Regions from separate parts of the Bombyx mori genome. Here region 1 is linked to region 2. The links are chromatin contacts, called in public Hi-C maps. All regions are on one chromosome and are shown on one strand. Each heading gives the region's core, a stretch centred on a gene start, on an enhancer-like site or on the middle of the called end of the contact. The rest is flanking DNA. Distances are from core to core; before and after follow the strand shown.

Region 1 (3,153 bases), core at 165-2,664, 150 kb after region 2:
TCCCGAGGACTAGCGGCTGAAATCTTTTATAGTCCCCGAAGGTAAGATGTTTTTAAAAATAAACGAACGATACTTAACATAAATCAATTATGTTCGGATAGTGCTTAGCTGTGGATCTATTGGAAGATGAATCAGAAGGAATAGTTTGTCTATTATTAATCTAATTTAAGACGTAATAAATAGGTTTTCAGCTAAATATGAAGATATTTAATTCTTTAACACGATTTATAGGTGATATCGATATTACAATGGGACTTAATATTTGTTCTAGTGTATTTTAAAATTGGCAGCAAAAAAATATGTAAATCGATTAGCTGAACCGATTATTCAATAAAAACCTTTTCAATTCTCAACAAAAAAATTAAGTTAGTGTTATTCATCCGAATTTTAATCAGTTGATCGATCAATAAAAATGCATTTAATTTTATTCATAAGTACATTAAGTACCTACCTTTATATTTATTTTCAATTTTTTTATCGTTAAATTCAATTCAATTTTTTTAAAGCTGCAAATAATAAACGCGAGATTAAAACGTAAAAACCAGTTTTAATTACGTATAAGATTCGGAAAAACCGAGGAAATTTACGTAACTTACGTAAGCTTACTCGCGTTCGCGTTAAAAAACAGCTTAAAGAACGACAGATTTGACATCAGCCGTAATATCATTGGAAGCCGAGAACAAAGACAATGGCGCCTGGTTATTGTTTAGAATAGCTACAGCTCTGGCGGAACAGCGACCTGGTCTTGAATGGAGTGAAAGTGCCTTCGGATACTTCCTGGCACGTGGAAAGTGAACGTTCATGAGCGCCTAGACTCGGTCCTGGCGCATAGCCGCAGAACATTTTACGTACAGAACGCTTAGTTGTTGAATACGTTACACATTTGTTTAAAGTGTTACAAATAAAATTTAAACGTAAAAAAAACATCCTACGAGTAAACGTCGAACTATGATAAGCCCAAATTCAAAACTGTTATGGCTAACTATACGATTTAATTAACTTCATATCTTCATATCAACCCACAATTTCATGATAATTATAGATTTTCCAATAGTACTCGAATAGTACTAGAATCTGCATAGAGTCCGAATTTAATGATAATAAATAATATAATGACTTGACAAAAATAAATAATTGACAAGTAGAGATAAAAAAAGGTACAGAGTTGTATTTTTTTTTTTTTTTTTTTTTCTTTGTAATTAATACAGAAATTCTTGCTGTATGCGTCTAAGCTAACGCCAACGTCCGATAGATAGCATCTCACGTTTGTTGTTAATGAAAAGAAAGTCACTTGGAAATATTTGCATGTAAATAGACACAATTATAATGAAATTCACAATTTAAAAATAAACTAGACGAAGGCATAGATGTTGAAAAGAGAGTTGGCAGTGAATTTATTTTGTTAGAACTTTTTTTTTGTGATTGAAAGATTACTGGTGGCCCGAAGGCCTTTCCAGTTTCACCAGGACAGGTGGGCGAGCAAAGGCTCAGCTAGGAGGGGTGGGATTTGCTAACAACTGCCCGAGCGCCTCCGAAGGAGACCTAGCAACTCAAGAGCAATTGCTTCGCGAATGAATCTACTACCGGATCGGAATCGCGACCCGCTGAGAAGATCCGGCGAGAAACTCAGCGGGCTGATGCACTACAAACAGTGAGATTGCTTGAATTAATGCTACTGGAACTAGTCATACTAAAGCGATTAACAGAATTGAAGTTCATTAACGTTAATGACATGCCATCGGTATAGTAAAACTGACACTTCGTTATAAATCTTTATTAAAATTGTCTCAATAAATAAATAAAACAAGTAGGTAACACTAGTTTGCTGTCGACTTATAATCATTTTGAATGATACTTAGATCTAATTCATATGATTACGGTTAGCCATTCATTACCTCGATTTTGATAAAATAAAATTCATACCAGAATCAGTAGAGGTTAGACCAGCGGAATTCAACAATTGGAAGTAGCTACGAATTCATTGCTGTCAATCGGTTTTGCATCCACATTTGTGGTAGATTCACTTGATTGATTGTTTCCGGAACAATGCATGAGATGTTAAATATTAAGATAGATTCGCCGTCGAGTATGAATGAGTAGAATTATTCAGGTGATGGATGACCGAGGGCGTTCAACCCAAAACGTGGGTCTACGACCGGCCGAGTTTCACACAGCTGATCGCGCCGACCTGCGTCACCCTGCACGATGGAAGCTAATAAATATTTTGAAATTTTCAGACACCGTTACTCATTTAAAATTTATAGAAATCACGTTCGTATTGATACGAATTTTTTAAAGTCACGTTTCCACAGAAGATCTCTTTCTGATTAGAAATGCCTGCACGGCAGATATGACTGGTGCCAGATTTATAGACACTTGTTCATATTTCTTGAAGCCATAGTGAAATGATAGGTGTCAGTGGCATTAAAAAAACGTCATAATTGTCAAAATATGGCTGCTACGCATATTTTTTTCTAAATTGTGGTTTTATCAAGAGTATTTCTATTTATTTCTTTATTCCTACTATTCGTTATTGCCAAATACAGTCGAGAGAATGGTACATCAAAACTATGGACCTGACACAAGTCATGAGGAACGCGCCCACCGGCGGCTCCAGATCATCTACGCACGGAAAACTAAGGAAAGACAAGTATTCATGCAAGAGCTTAAAGAAATAAGACAAAAGAATGACAAGCGTATGCTCAAGAAAGTTAGAGATTCAATTGGACCAATTTGGTATCAGGTTTTGAGCGTTCCGCAGAGAAGTGCTCTAGATACTTTAGAGTTTTCAATTTATCAGGACATTTTAGAAGGCCGTCCCATAAGAACGGCTAGAGTCATGAAAGAGCTAGGTTTATACCCACGTCCAAACATTATAAACTTAATGAACTGTGTATATTTAGGGCGGAATGATCCAAAAGAGATGCTAGCACAACTATTCCTTATGACTTACGGCCATCCTATCGATGGGAAACGAGCTGTCTACAATCTGAATGCCCGGCTCATGTTGTCTGGTATACTATATTTAGGTCTAGATAACCTCATACAATTGCTCCGTGAAAGATTCAAACCTGATCCAAGTCATAAAAAACCGGTCAATAAGCCGAAGGCTAAAATCGAACCTCCATTGAAATCACCGTATCTTCAAAAAAT
Region 2 (2,998 bases), core at 158-2,657:
TGACACTGTTTCATCAATTGTTCTTGTATCAATAACGAACACCTGTAAATTGACATAATACTTTATATCTTAATTGTTATCACAGGATATACAAAATTATAATACTAGTTAGTAAAAACTTACTGTATATGTATATAGGAAACACATTAAGGGTTAAAATAGAGATTCCCAAGAGTTGATATTGTCTACCTAAGCACACTATAATTTAACCGACTCCAAAGTTTCAGTTCAGTTTGAAAAAGGGTATTTCCTGCTCAAAATATTTTGTGATTTAAGTTAAAGGGTATTAAATTTACAAGTGAGCCTTTCGGTAATAATAAATTTTAAATGTCTGGAGCATAATAAAAAAAAACAAAGTGAAATGTCAGCATAAATGACACTTGTACTGTCAACAAATCTTAGTTTAAAGAAATACAAGGTATGTAGGAATTACTCTTGAATACTAAGTTGTAATCATTAATTGACGGATATGTTAAAGAACAAAAAATAAGATTTTTTTTAAGGCATGGCCCTCAATAAACCACTTTGAAGTGAAGCAGACAAGTTCACATTGTGGTTTAATAGAGAATGAAAGTTCTGAAACGGAAACAACTATAATAATATTTATGCTTAGCTTTGCATACAATTTTACTTTTCTTCTAATGTTAAAGTTGCCAGTCATAATATCCATTAGTCTTTCTCATCCTCAATTCATGTTTCTCTATTTAAATAAAATGTATATACTATGTAATTACCTCACAAGGGTGTCCCATAGCTTTGTCAGTGGTATAAGCAGCTTGATATGCACTATAGCTGAAGTTGCATGTTCTTACAGAAGAGTTGGATTTGAGTGTTGCAATATTCTTGCCTGTCTCCAGATCCCATAACCTGTGCATCGTTTAGTGTTATCAACAGCCTACTCATCTTTGAGCAAACAACATGAAAAAAGAATGCAATTTTCAACACTTTATTTGTTTATAATATACTGAGGATAATACCTGCAGGAACTGTCGCCACCACCTGTGATGAGATTAATTGACTGCCAGTCGACGTCAAGGCACCATATTACACCACCGTGGCCGTTGAAAGTGCCAAGACGTTCGCCGTTCAGTGACCACCAAACATTTGGTTTTGAATCTTTAGCGGCGGAGAAGAGCAAGTCACCCTCGCGGTTATATTTGATCTGTGTGATGGCACGCTGGTGCCCTTGCAGCATAAGAGGTTTCTGGAATTACATGAGTAAGTAATTTACCTAATTTATAGTCATAGCTATGTTTGTGATTGAATTTGTTTGATATTTCACACAATAACTTTGGAGGCATTAAAATTTTGTATAAGAGTGTTATTTACCATGTTTAGAAAGTATTTTATTTAATAGTTTATTATAAATCACAATAAAAACGATGTGGTGACATGTGGCAGGCGGCGGACCTTTTGACAGAAGATTTTTTTTTCTTAATTTTTATTTAGCCTTCGCTTGGCGCATAGTTGAGCTCTATAGCCTATGGTAAATTTTTATAGGATGTTATGACCTGGTAACTAAGACCTTTAGGTCATGTCTTATTTTAATTTATATTCTTATTTTTATGAAAAATGATAATATGGAGTGAAATGAAATGAAATTAAATTAAATGAGATGAGATGATATGGGATGAAATATAATCTCAGTAAAATGGTGTCATTTACTAAGATTTTTTCAGTGGACTTTTTGGAGGATCCCGTATTGCTACGTCTAGCGGCTTTGTTTCATTTTCCCACATTTGTGCACTTTCGCAGATATTAAACAGTTAATAAACCACCGTTATTACACACTGAAACCTGAAGAAACACTAAATAGAGAAAATAAAACCAATCACACAACTTCACTCCTCGCGTTCCCGCCAAAAAGTCCATACATTTAATTTAGTTACAATCATAGATTATACACTTAATATTTGAGAATTACAATAAAATTCTGGTCGTACGTGCACGTGTTGTACATCAAAAATTCTTCGCTCTGAATCTAGTTTTTATTGAAGCTAGCACCTCTTTTTTTTCTCTTTTCTTTTTTCCTACCTATGGTATATCCTTGCTATAGCCTTGAAAAGCTATTTCAGCTTCATCCTAACATATAGGTGAGCTCACGGGGATCAAACCGGAAGTGTTGCTAACACTGGCCCTAGCAAGAGCAGTGCTTCGCAGAATCTACCACCGGATCGGAAACGCAACCCACTGAGAAGCTCCGACGAGAAACTCAGTGGGCTGTGTCTATGGGCTAATTCACTCGTCGAGCCCATCGTCGCAAGCGACGGGTTCAACGAGGATGGTGACCGGTTCTAGCACCAAAATACAGTCCACGCTCTAAAAATAATGCACCCACAGTCCAAAGTTAGGTTTGAAATATGTCCACTTGCAAGATTTCTTGAAATGTTCGCTAGTACAATTCGGGTTGATCGATACTGTGATCTCCAAACATTCTCAAAGCTAACCCCGATGTTTCCAGGAAATAACTGATTTTTCGTTTGACGCTATAAAAGACGGATAAAAAATAAAACATTTTCAACAATATTTGACATACATTTTATTTTCTTAAATTAATAACCATTGATTTCCAAGAGTACAACTAAAAAACAAATTAAAGTACAAACACGTTATGCGTTGCTAACTAAACACAACTGTAGGTAACTTCTCTTGGCAAACCAGTACACTGTTTTTGACTAACATCCGGCGCACCACTCGAACGAGACAAACGAGAGACAAAACTCACAATCAATAGTCACTACGCACTTAACTTGGTCGTATAACAAACAGCCTTTATTAATCCATCGAGAATAGTACAGCAATCAGCAACTAATGTGATTTGCTACGTACAAACATAGAACCTTATGGTATTCATAATACTTAAAATTATTTCTACGTTCTGAAAGCAATAAGTCTTGAAATTGAGCGAGCTCAACCAAACATGTGAAATACAGCACACTCTCTACCACATTGAATTCTCGTGCAAAACAATATTTGATACGTTTCTAGTTATTGAGGC

What was found. A called contact is a pair of places that touch in the nucleus more often than the background predicts.
Region 1: a contact with region 2 is called in a Hi-C map of midgut, with 1.8 times the contacts expected there. The contact joins the promoter of LOC101738448 here to the promoter of eIF3i in region 2. A contact is called at or near these places in 2 of 7 Hi-C or Micro-C datasets (midgut and an unstated tissue).

What each region holds. Positions count from the first base shown.
Region 1 is chr15:5,167,342-5,170,494 of ASM3026992v2, forward strand. It overlaps LOC101738448, which reads left to right and starts at 1,415. Exons shown (of 1, transcript XM_004928555.5): 1 at 1,415-3,153. The coding sequence starts at 2,555.
Region 2 is chr15:5,019,910-5,022,907 of ASM3026992v2, forward strand. eIF3i (Eukaryotic translation initiation factor 3 subunit I) reads right to left here and starts at 1,408. Exons shown (of 5, transcript NM_001046968.1): 1 at 1,330-1,408; 2 at 978-1,204; 3 at 735-867; 4 at 1-42. The coding sequence starts at 1,332. It also overlaps a transcript of Grf not described here.